Linked DNA regions of Zea mays: all the other regions are linked to region 2. The links are chromatin contacts, called in public Hi-C maps. All regions are on one chromosome and are shown on one strand. The core of a region is the stretch at or near the end of the contact, and the rest is flanking DNA. Distances in the headings are between cores, read along the strand shown. Region 1 holds the start of LOC103632654. Region 2 holds the start of LOC103632658 (translation initiation factor IF-2). Region 3 holds the start of LOC100285582 (carbohydrate transporter/ sugar porter/ transporter).

Region 1 (3,528 bases), core at 430-2,929, 320 kb after region 2:
CCGGAGAACCAAACCCTAAATAACCCGAGATCTACAACTGACTCACCAGTGACAAGGACCAAACGAATCGGACGGACATCTACACAGAACCAACCAACGAACGGACGGACGGGGATTAGCACTAATGATCCAACTAGTGCCCGCGCAGGATGTCTAAAATCCCATCTGCGCGACGGCCGTTAACCTTCTTTAACCCTCCTCCTGCTGCACGACGGCAGTGTGGGTAGGATGGGAGCCAGCCAGCCAGCCAGCCAACAAGGGGCGACGATTAATTGGCGAGGAGGGAGTCCCAGTCGATCTCGTACGACGGGTACTTGGTGAGCGCGAAGCCGGCGGCCTCGTCCCACGGCGCCTCGCTGAAGTCCAGCTGCTGCATCTCCGGCACCGTCGGCCCTGGCGAGGCGGACGGCGACGGGGACGGGCACGAGGACTCGGTGGCGGACTCGAGGCAGGACGAGGTCGCGTCGTCGGACGACGGCGAGGAGCAGTTGCTGGTGGGGGCGGACGACGACGCGGCAGCTGCGGCGGAGGCCGGCTTCTTGGCGCCCTTCTTGGACGCGGCGATGCTCTGGCACAGGCTCTGGAGCTTGGCGTCGACGGAGGCGTGGAGCGGGCCGCGGGAGGCGGCGTTGTCGGGGAAGTTGAGGCGCGCCGCGTCGCCGCGCAGGCGGTAGGCGGCCTGGTCGTAGGCGAGCGCCGCCTCCTCGGCGGTGTCGAAGGTGCCGAGCCAGAGCCGGGTGCGGTTGCGCGGGAGCCGGATCTCCGCCACCCACTTGCCCCAGTGCCGCTGCCGCACGCCGCGGTACAGCTTCTGCGGCCGCGCCGGGGCGGGGGCCGCGGACGCGGACGCCTTCATGGGCTGGGCACGCGGGCCCAGCACGGAGGTCTGTGCCTGGCGACGCTGCAGGTGGAGGCGGGCCTGGATGTACTGCATCTGGGAAGGGCTCAGCTGGCCCGCCTCGTCGGCCGCGGCGAACGGGTAGTTCCCTCCGTAGGAGGAGGCGGCGGCGACGGCTTGGTGGAAGGAGAACGGCGACGAGGGGCTAAGTGGCTGGTGCGGGTGGAGGAGCGGACTGGATCCGTGAGCAGAGGCATCCCGGATAAAAGGCTCGAGTGCTCTCATCAGCTCCTCCCCTGACAGATCTATAGTAGCAGCCATCTAGACTGTTTTTTTTTGTTTTTTTGTTTTTTTTCCTCTCTCTCTAGCAAACCAAGAACAAACGAAGAAACTGGCGGAACCCAACAGCCACAGTAAAAACAGATGGCAGTGGTGGGTAGATCCACTCAGGACAGGACTCACTTGCGCAAGGGAGGTGTGGAAAAAGAACCTCTCTTGGCTACCAACCTAACGACTAGTACTAGTACACTGCTAGAACTAGAACCAAACCGAAGAAGAAACAGCAGATCTGAAGCCCGGGATCTAAAAGGCCACGGGTCTCTCGCTGTCTGCTCGAGGAAGAAGACGGAACCAGGAAGAACAGAAGAGGATGAGAGAGTCGAAGTCGAGTGAACTTTACCTGCGACGCGCGAGAGAAATCGCTCAGATCTAAGCTTACCTCGCTCGATCTCACTGGAACTGCGGCGGCTGTGGACGGGCGCTGGATGGGAGGCGGAGCTGGCTGTGGACGGACGGGGACGGGCGGGGCTGTGGGTCTGCGGGAGTGTTTGGTGGGGCGGGGAGGTGGAAAGGAGGCGCGAGGAGCTCTTTTATAGCGACGCGGCCTCGCCGCATTTGATTAGCGCCCCCCTAACCCTCAGTTTCATCGCAGTGTCGCCGTAATTTTTGGAGGAGTGAGTGATTCCTGATTACGGATTACTATGCTTCGCGCCTACTCCGCCGGCGAGAAGCCCCCCTTTTCCTACAGCAGCGTGTCAGCGATGATGGTGGCAGTGGCAGAGCGTGGAGAGTGAGTCACTGGCCAGTGGACCAGCGACCTGCTCCCTGCGGACTCCACGCGGTGCCATAATTGCACGGGCGTTCCGTGGAATGGGATCGGATGCGGCGGGGTGCTGCTGCCGCAGAGCCTTTGACCACTGGCCGAGCGCCACGTACTGGCGCGTATGGTCCTGCTCCACGGCTTGGTGTCGGTGGTAGCACACGTGGCGGGTTCTCGTTTGTTGCGCCGGTGTTTGGTGCTCGAGGCTGGCAGACGAGGAGATGCACATCGAATATGCTAGAGCGACTATGTATATTTTTTTTTTCTCAGCCAGGAGAATGAACCCATCGGCAACTTGAGGCCGATCATTAGGCGTTTGAACCACACCCAACCGGCAATGAACGGAACAGTCTTTATTTGGGTGAGCGGCAATGGTGATTTCCTTCAGCCCCGTTTTTTGTACGGCAAGTTTGGTCACCGGTGCTAGTGATGCCAGAGAAGAGAACCATGCGTGTCTGGAAAACACACTCCAGAGCGTCACGTATAGGCCCTGTTTGTTTCGGCTTCTGGCAGCTTCTGGTCACCAAAAGCTGCTGCGGACTGCCAAACGCTCAGCTTTTCAGCCAGTTTCTATAAAATTCGTTGGGACAAAAACCATTCAAAATCAACATAAACACATAATCGGTTGAGTCGTTGTAATAGTAGGAATCCGTCACTTTCTAGATCCTGAGCCCTGTAAACAACTTTATCTTCCTCCACACGTAATCGTAATGATACTCAGATTCTTCGCACAGCCAGATTCTCCCCACAGCTAGATTTTCAGAAAAGCTGGTCAGAAAAAAGCTGAACCAAACAGGCCCAGAATACGGTCGGCAACTGAAACGAAAAAAAAAAGAAAAGAAATTAATCGCCTTTCGCATCATGTATTCTGCGTGTTGGGTTCGTTGGATTGGCACACGCCGGCACCGTGGTTTGGCGTCGCTCTCACCACGCATCCTTCTCGTGCCGCCACATTCGCCGTTGCCCGACGTGACGCCATTACAGACCTCGCTGTTGCAGTTACAGACGTGCCGTGCGTGCAGCCACGCCCGCTGCTGCGTGCGCCGGTCCCACGCATCTCCTTTGCGGCGTCACGCACCCGTGCATGGGATCACAAATTGTGCGTGCACCGTGTGCTTGCTCGTGAGACCGATTGTCGTATGCCTTTTTCATATTGAAGCAAACTACTTTTTCACATGACCCTTATTCGACATATAACTCTATTACTATATCCATTATTGAATATTTGTTATCGACTAGTTTATTTTTAAACTAAACTGCAACAAATAAAAAAAATAAAAGAAGTATAATTTAAACATTAGCTTCTTCGTGTGTCACCTCCTTCCAACAAGCGCATGGTTGCTTCACATAAAACGTTTCAACTCTAATTTATGTATGTTTGCGTTATATAAAGAATAGTTATTATCAATATATACACACATATCAATAATTAAAAAAAAATATAATCGTGTTTAAATATACATCTTATTTAAGCAACATCTACATGTACGATACATAAAAACCGTATACGTAGCAATGAAATCAGTTTGGCTCCTCTCTCTTAACCCTTTTGGAACACGTTGTAGTTGGCGAGGCAGCTAGGCAGGCAGGT
Region 2 (3,663 bases), core at 947-3,446:
GGCGCGGCAGGGTTGGAGGGTGCTGCTGCGGTGGCGGACGTGCCCGTCGCGGCATTGGCATTGGCGACGCCGACGGGCGTGGACGAGCACGACGCCGTCGTCGTCGTCGTCGTGAAGGGCGGGAAACTGGAGGGCGCAGCAGGGAGCTTCTGCGGGAAGGGGCGCAGGAGGTACGGCGGCAGGGAGGAGGACGGCGGGGGGAAGATATGGTCGAAGCGGGTGCGGAGCGACGCGGCGGGGCCCCCGACCCCGACGCCCGCGGCGAAGGGCGGCGACGGGATGCCCGTGAACTCCTGCACCATGGCGCGGAAGTTGGAAGTGTCGGTCGTCAGCACCGTCGTGGGCGCCCGCCGCGACGCGCGCGCTCGCTTCCGCGTCCCCCTCGGTGGCTGCGCCGGCGCGGGCGCGCCGCCCAGTGTCGTGGTGTCAGCAGCCTGCTGCCGCCCGCCCGTGCCCGAGTCGGCTTGCGCGACGCGCGGGGACGAGGAGGAGGGCAGCCCCGAGGCGCCAGCGAACGCCCCTAATGACCAGGTACCCGCCTGCTGCTGCTGCTGCGGAGGCGGCGGCGCCGACGACGTCAGCTCTTGCAGGCCGAAGTAGGAGCCGTGGAGCGAGAACGCGGCGGCCGAGGGCGACGGCGATGGTCGGAGCAGTGCGGCGAGCGCGGAGGAGTCGACGCCCCCTCCACCGCCGCCGGCCCGCGAGTCGTACTCGTCGTCGCCGCCGCCGCTAGACGACTGGAGGCTCCCGCTGTTGCCGGAGTCCATCACCGCAATCCCACCAACCCTCCTCTCCTGCCCCGCTTCCCGGTGGTGCAACTCCCCAGAAACAACCAACTACCACTACAAGCAGCTAAAAAGGCCGGATCTTCCACTCCGGGACTCACTGATCCAGGAGGGACGAGTGGCAGACGCAGAAAGAGGAAAAGCTTTGCCTCGGACCGACGACGCGGTATAAAAAGGGGAGGGGAGTAGAGATCGATGAGGGAAGAAAAGATTGAGGTGCCGAGGGGAGGGGAGGAGACGGCTGCTGCTGCTTCCGAGCACGTTCCCGCAAAGGGGCGGCGACTGACTGACGGCTGGGGAGGACCGGGCCGGGCCGGAGGAAGCTATCGTTGGTTGCGTCTGCTTTGTTGCTGTGCGCGAGTGCGACCAGGCTCGGTGGGCCGGGAATGCGTGCGTGGTGTCCAGGGCTCCTGGTTTGGAGAACAGCGCCCAGCCCATAATAAGGTCTGCTTTCGAACGCATGAGACAATCCTATATGGATTTAGATGCAACACATGAAAAACATAGGAATTTAAGGAGAGAAATAGACGCATAGGTTTTTCATAGGAATTTATGGAGAGAAATAGACACAAAGAAAGAAAAACATAGGTTGGACCCCTTTTAAGTTCACTTCAACATGACTATGGATTGAGGTATTTCGTAGAATTTTTGCAGGGTCTTACAATGTCTAAATCCTAGGAAAAACGCCTGGATGAATCAAATCCAATATATAATTCTTTTACCAACCCTTTGTTCCAAAGGGGGGAGAAGAATGAGAGGCTTCGTGCGCGGCAGCTGACGACGGGCCCGACGGCAGCGATCCACAGACAGACTTGTTCCGTCTGGTCTGCGCCGTCGCCAGTTCGTCCCCGGGGCCTTCGTCGACTAGACACTGATGATGCGAAACAACGTATCTGTGCTGCTAGGCAAACATTGGCTCGAGAAAAGTTCAGGCTGGAATCCTACTTCTGGAATCTCCCTTCGATGAGATTCCGGCTGTTCTTTTTGTTAGAGAATAACGAAAAAGACCAGAGAGAATGACAGAATGAAGTTATTGTTGTCTTTATTGCAGAGAGTACACTGTTTATATATAAGTACAAAACAATGTCTCCCAAAGGGTGTGTCCCTTGGGAGAGAATTGACAAGGGTTGATCACATCATGGTAACATGTTTTGTAACACTCCCCCTAATCAATCCAAGTCCATTTGATAATCTGCAATCTGTCTTTCAATATATCATCTCCTCAAAAACCCTGTGAGAAAAATAAGGAGTATACAATATCTTTTGGATTATGAGTAAAACTCATATTGAACTCCAAAAGAAAATATGCTTGTAATCATCATGTATAAAACCCCCTGGAAAAAATCAATGATGAAGCATATAGCTTAATTGATATTATCTCGTTAAAAACTTTGGATGAGAAAACCATAACAAGGCAAAACTCATACAAAGAAAAGAGTGTAATATGATGGTACAAAACAGGTCAAATATCATGGAGAATTACTCCCCCCTGATCCTTGTAAGCACTTAAGTCTTCGCATACCAATCACCTCAACACATTTCTGAAAACGTTGAGTATGGTAGAGATTTTGTGAATAGATCAGCAAGATTATCACAAGACTTTGTTTGCAAGATGAATAATACAATTTATGAGCAATATGCTTATTAATGTTGCTCATGATATAACATGTTTTCATCTGAACAACACAAGCTCAATTATCCTTATAGATAATTGTCGATGGTTCAATTGGACCATGGTATGCCATTGTTCTCCCATAGACCTCTAGTCCAAAGAACAATAATATGTCTATAGTCATCATCTCAAAAACCCCAGTGGGGAAAATAAATGATGAGACATATAACTCACACTAATATTTTTCCAAGATAATCTAGTCAGAAAATCTGAGAAATCAACATATCAGCTGAGTCTCCTTAAAACCCAACGGGAAAAATAAGGAGAGTAGTCATACTCTATTGTTGATCCGTTTGAACTCTAGGGAGATAAGCCCATAACCTAGTTCAAATGCAACAATAGCTATGTCATAATGTATCATCCTCGAAAACCTCTACGGGAAAAATAGATGATATGACATAGGCCTTGTGTTGATGTTGCCTCGTTAAAAACTTTGAATGAGAAACCTAAATAGGTTAATACTCATACAAAGAAAAGAGTACAACATGATGTACATACAAGTTCTTCCGATCAAAAGGAAAAAAACTCCCCCTGATCTTTACAAAACACTAAGTCATCCCATACCTACTCTCAAACACCCCCTGATCTATACGATGTGAAAAGCGTGGTCGAGACAAAGATTGATGTTGCTCCGAAGCTACACGCAAGGGAGCTTCGGCGTAATGGTAGAAAAAGGAAGCGACGTAAAGAGGAAAAGGTTATCTATTCCCCATTGGGTTGTCCATAAGTCAATAGTAAATATGAAGGACATGAATGTAAATTTACACAGGCTGTGCCATGTGCCTATAAATAGATGAACAGTACCTCGTACTGTTCACGCTGACTTGTATTCGCTTGTGCGTCACGCTTGGACTTTTTACCTTCCGTCAAGCCGAAGGTATAAATGTAATTCAATATTGTTCTCATTCATCCATAGTGATATAATAAAGATACATTAGCAATGTTGTATGATTATTCATGTTATTTCTCATGTTTCATATGTTTCGTATTTCATTAATATATATATGATGTGATGATGAAGGTATATCCTTCATAACCTTCGTCCGAAGATCATTATATCCTTGGGGAAATAATGCTTCGAAGGACGAATGACATTAACCATTAACCTATTTTTGTGTTGCCTTGTTCTTAATTCATAGCATTTGAGAACAAGTCCCCAACATTGGCGCCCACCTCCGGTGTACTCACTTCCACAGCCTTCGACAA
Region 3 (3,938 bases), core at 426-2,925, 270 kb before region 2:
TCGAGTGTTGTCATCAGAGCAATCTGCCACCAGAGATTGGATCGCCGGGGTGACAAGTGCTAGGCCAATACCATTCAAACATCTAGCTATCGCTACCTGCTAAAAAAAAAGGCATTTTTCATGCACACATCTTCTCATCTTTTACTCTTTTACTCAGATATACAAAAAAGAACTGTTGTTCTGTTGAGGGCTAATAGAAACTTTATTTTAAGTTAAATTTCACCGCGTGCAAATTGATGCGGTAAAATGTCAAGCAAACTAAATTCAAGGTTTTTTCGAACTTCAAAATCAATTTTGGTTGTGAACAATGACATTTCGTGGAGATTCAACCAGATTAGAGTACAACAGGTCGAAAGTTAAAACAGTTTTATATCCAGGAGAAAAATACAGAGAAAGTTGCCACTTCAAAACTTGAAATGAGAAGAAATAAAACACATTTTTTTAAAAAGGAAAACACCAATTTCATGGTTATCAGATAATTATGTACATAAATCAACCATTAACAGCCATGAATATGGCAGTTATACTTTCCTCGTATGTTTCGATAAAGCCACATTGAATGCATTACTTGCAAATTTTAACTGAATTTAAGTAATAATTCTGACTCCTCCGGAAAAATAACAGCAAAAAAAAAACCGTGTTGACTTTTTTCTTCGGTGATCTTGATCTAAACTTGGTTTGCTATAGCATCTCAAAGGTAATGCACAAAGCCGCACCGGGAACTAAAGTGAACCTTCGTTATCTTTTTGGCCAGTAAATCCTGGACAGCGAAAGCACAAAGCACAGAATTATTCGGCGGATGAACCAAAGCAGTGAACCGAAGCATATACCGCTGGAATCCGCACCATAGTTCTATGATCAGATCCAAAGCTGAGCACAATTGGACTGGTGGCCTACCAAATTCGTGGCAAGAGATCCCACGCCAAAAGAGAAAAAAGAAAACACGCCGCCGGATAAAGCAGGGATTTTCTAGGGAACGGACCTGGGCAAAGGTGTCTGAGACGGCGACGAGGAAGGTGGCGGCGGCCCAGAGAACGGCCCCAACGGCGACTACGTGGGCGCGGTTGTAGCGCACGGCGGCGTAGGCGGCCAGCGGGTAGCAGGCGGCCTGCACGGCTGAGCGGTAGAGCGTGAGCGCGCCGAGTGCCACGGGCGTGGCGCCCAGCGCTGCGCCCACCTCCCGGTACACCGCGGGCAGCAGCGCCTCGTCGGCGCGCTCCATGATGGCCGCCAGGTTCACCAGCGCAAGCGTCCGCCTCCCCGCCTCCGCCATGGCCGACGCGGGCGGTTGACTGCCCGCTGGCGAGGAGCGCCCCTGCACCTGCCTCCAGGGTGCAAACTGGAGAGCAAGCAAGGGCGGGTGGCGTCCTTTTTTCGCGAGAGCAGCGAGATTTTCGTGGAAATGTTCGTCGATGGAGATGTTGGGAACAGTGACCGGGGTTCATCTGCTCGCCTAGCTCGCCGACGCGTTCGGATGTTGCAATTGCAATTGCAACGCGTGCGTTCCCCGCCCTCCATTGTTGATCCAAAGGTTAGGAGGAGGCATTCAGGACGAGTCAATTGACCAATGCTATCAGAGATTTGACATTGGCACACCGCATATCCGTCTCGTCTTCGGAAATCGGAGGATTTCGATGGATTTTAGGGACCGGGCCAGCTGTCAAAGACAGAGACAATCATCCATACAGCAGTTCCACACAGATAGAGGCATAGTACAGCTACAACTAGGGGTGAAGTCAGCTCGCCGGACTTGGCCTGCTTCGCTTCCGCTTCCGCGTGTCCCGGAGCACCAGTGACGTGTCTATAGAAACTCAAAATATTCAGTCCGGAGGAACGTGGCTTCCGTTTCCATCGGCGGCCACCAGCCTATCTACTAGCTGCCACTCGTCAGAATACACTGTCCAGTGCCGTTATTGTGTCGACTTCGGCCTTCCGAACACGTTATGGGCCTGGCCCAACTTGCACAAAGTTTGTGCTGACTATCTAAGCCCATGCAAATTAAGAGCATCTTCGACATCTTCTAATTAACTTCCAAAACTATAGTTTAGACATAAAAGATGAAAAAATACTAGTTCAACCGCTCCTAATATGTATGTGCTCCCAATTTTTTTGATGCCCCAAAACTAGAGACTAGCAATATAAATTTAGGGTCGAGCCACCGCTGCCTCTATCTAGTTTTTTTTTCACACTCCCACGTTCTAGAGCGTGCTCGCGTCCGTGTTGCAGATACATGTGTGCGTGCGAGGCCGATGCTTGTGCTGTCGTTTTTGATTGGCTGACTGCTCTTCTAATTGGGTATATTTAAGGAGCTGTTAGAGTTCGGTGTTTTTTTAGGGATTTAGACTTTTAGAAGGATTCTAATATATAAAGAAACTAGGAGCAGAAATATTAGTTGTTGAAGATGATCTAATTAGAGGCGGATCTAAAGGGAGGCAAAGTGGGTCATGACCCCTCAATTTTGCGCATCTTTTTATATCTAATGATTATTTAGTGTTAAGCGTAGAAAAAAAAATCAAAATTTTAGATAGTATAAAGCAGGGGCGGTGCCGGGGGCATTTGTTGGGGTCAGCTGACCCCTATAAAATTTGGAAAATACTATACAAATATATTGTTATCTAGTGAAAGTGACCCCAATAACTTCGTTGTCTGGCTTCGCCCCTGGTATAAAGTCTTGTTCTAAACCTCTAAAACTAATAGTTAGTCACTAAAATTAGCTGAAAGGTTTAGAATGAATCAACTAATTATTGGCTATACTCCTCAAATAAGTATTAGTTATTAGATGCCCCAACCTAGCTAAAACCAGTTAACAATTTTCTTTATAGGTTTAGAACATGGCCTAGAACAACCCTGTAATGAGCCTACTTGTCAGATCTTCTCAGTCCAGTCCTTGCATCTACCAGTCCGATCCTAATCTTTTCGACATCACCTAAACCAGTTTGCTCGCTACCCTGTTTTCGTCGCCGACCCATTCCCGATGCGACACCGCCAACTCTGTCCCTTGTCCTGTTTTCATTGTGACGTTGATCCGCTCGACAAGCTAGATCTCGCTCGTCGCAACGATATAACCTCCGCCCGACAAGCTAGATCTCGCTCGTCGCAACGATATGACATGTCCCCGACGATCGACGGACTTAGCAAACTAGTAAGTCATAGCTATCATGTGATCTTTTTGGTCTGCCATAAATTCTAGTCCTACCTCTGATACCTAATATATCACCATCTGCGGTCACACCAAGCGCCGACTTACGAAGCCTTCCCGAAAAAAGTCCGTTTGATTTAATTTATACTTCTCAATTAGAGAATCGTTTTCTTAGACTCCTCTAACCGTTGAAACGTTCAATTAACCTCTCTGAGCCGTTTTGATAACGTTTTTTTTTTCTTACATGGCCAACACTCCTATGTAGCGCTAATAAGTCAGCCAGAGAAAGATAAATTGAATTTTCGTGATACCTTGCAGAGGTCACTTACACTCTATAAACGAGTATAGAAACACCTTTATTTTAAAACAATAACCACGCATTTTTTTCTAGAATAAATATCAAAATTATTTTAGCTTAGAAAAATATAAAACTAGTTTCATTTTTTTCTAAAATCATGCTCTACCTTTTTTCTTGTGTAGAACTTGTTCAGCCTGCTTTCATCTAAGGCCATCAAAATCAAAACATTGGTTTATCAAATGTTCCAAAGTTTGTTTCAAGTATAACAGAGGGGTTGGTGAAGATTACCTTCGTTTAGGAGTGACGTGCAAGCGAAGACGAAGCAAAAAGGTTCGGCTCTGCAGTATAAATGTGCCAACAAAAACAAAGAATGAAAACTTCAAAGCTTGCTCAACACGACTATGAAGAAACAGACGACAACACCCTCAGTTAATCTTGTAGTTTATTTGTATAGGGTTGAGGACATAAATGCAATTTCGTACGAAATTGTACTCTAGTTCA

The links. A called contact is a pair of places that touch in the nucleus more often than the background predicts.
Region 1: a Hi-C map of bundle sheath shows a contact between it and region 2, with 2.8 times the contacts expected there. The contact joins the promoter of LOC103632654 here to the promoter of LOC103632658 in region 2. A contact is called at or near these places in 3 of 25 Hi-C or Micro-C datasets (bundle sheath, leaf and leaf mesophyll).
Region 3: a Hi-C map of bundle sheath shows a contact between it and region 2, with 4 times the contacts expected there. The contact joins the promoter of LOC100285582 here to the promoter of LOC103632658 in region 2. A contact is called at or near these places in 9 of 25 Hi-C or Micro-C datasets (bundle sheath, ear, endosperm and 3 more) and 1 of 3 datasets of contacts at active chromatin or transcription factors (leaf).

Annotation. Positions count from the first base shown.
Region 1 is chr7:104,856,259-104,859,786 of Zm-B73-REFERENCE-NAM-5.0, reverse strand. LOC103632654 reads right to left here and starts at 1,679. Exons shown (of 1, transcript NM_001346421.1): 1 at 1-1,679. The coding sequence starts at 1,159. The coding sequence ends at 269.
Region 2 is chr7:105,174,483-105,178,145 of Zm-B73-REFERENCE-NAM-5.0, reverse strand. It overlaps LOC103632658 (translation initiation factor IF-2), which reads right to left and starts at 2,196. Exons shown (of 1, transcript XM_008654414.4): 1 at 1-2,196. The coding sequence starts at 767.
Region 3 is chr7:105,448,405-105,452,342 of Zm-B73-REFERENCE-NAM-5.0, reverse strand. It overlaps LOC100285582 (carbohydrate transporter/ sugar porter/ transporter), which reads right to left and starts at 1,675. Exons shown (of 3, transcript NM_001413640.1): 1 at 983-1,675; 2 at 1-96. The coding sequence starts at 1,273.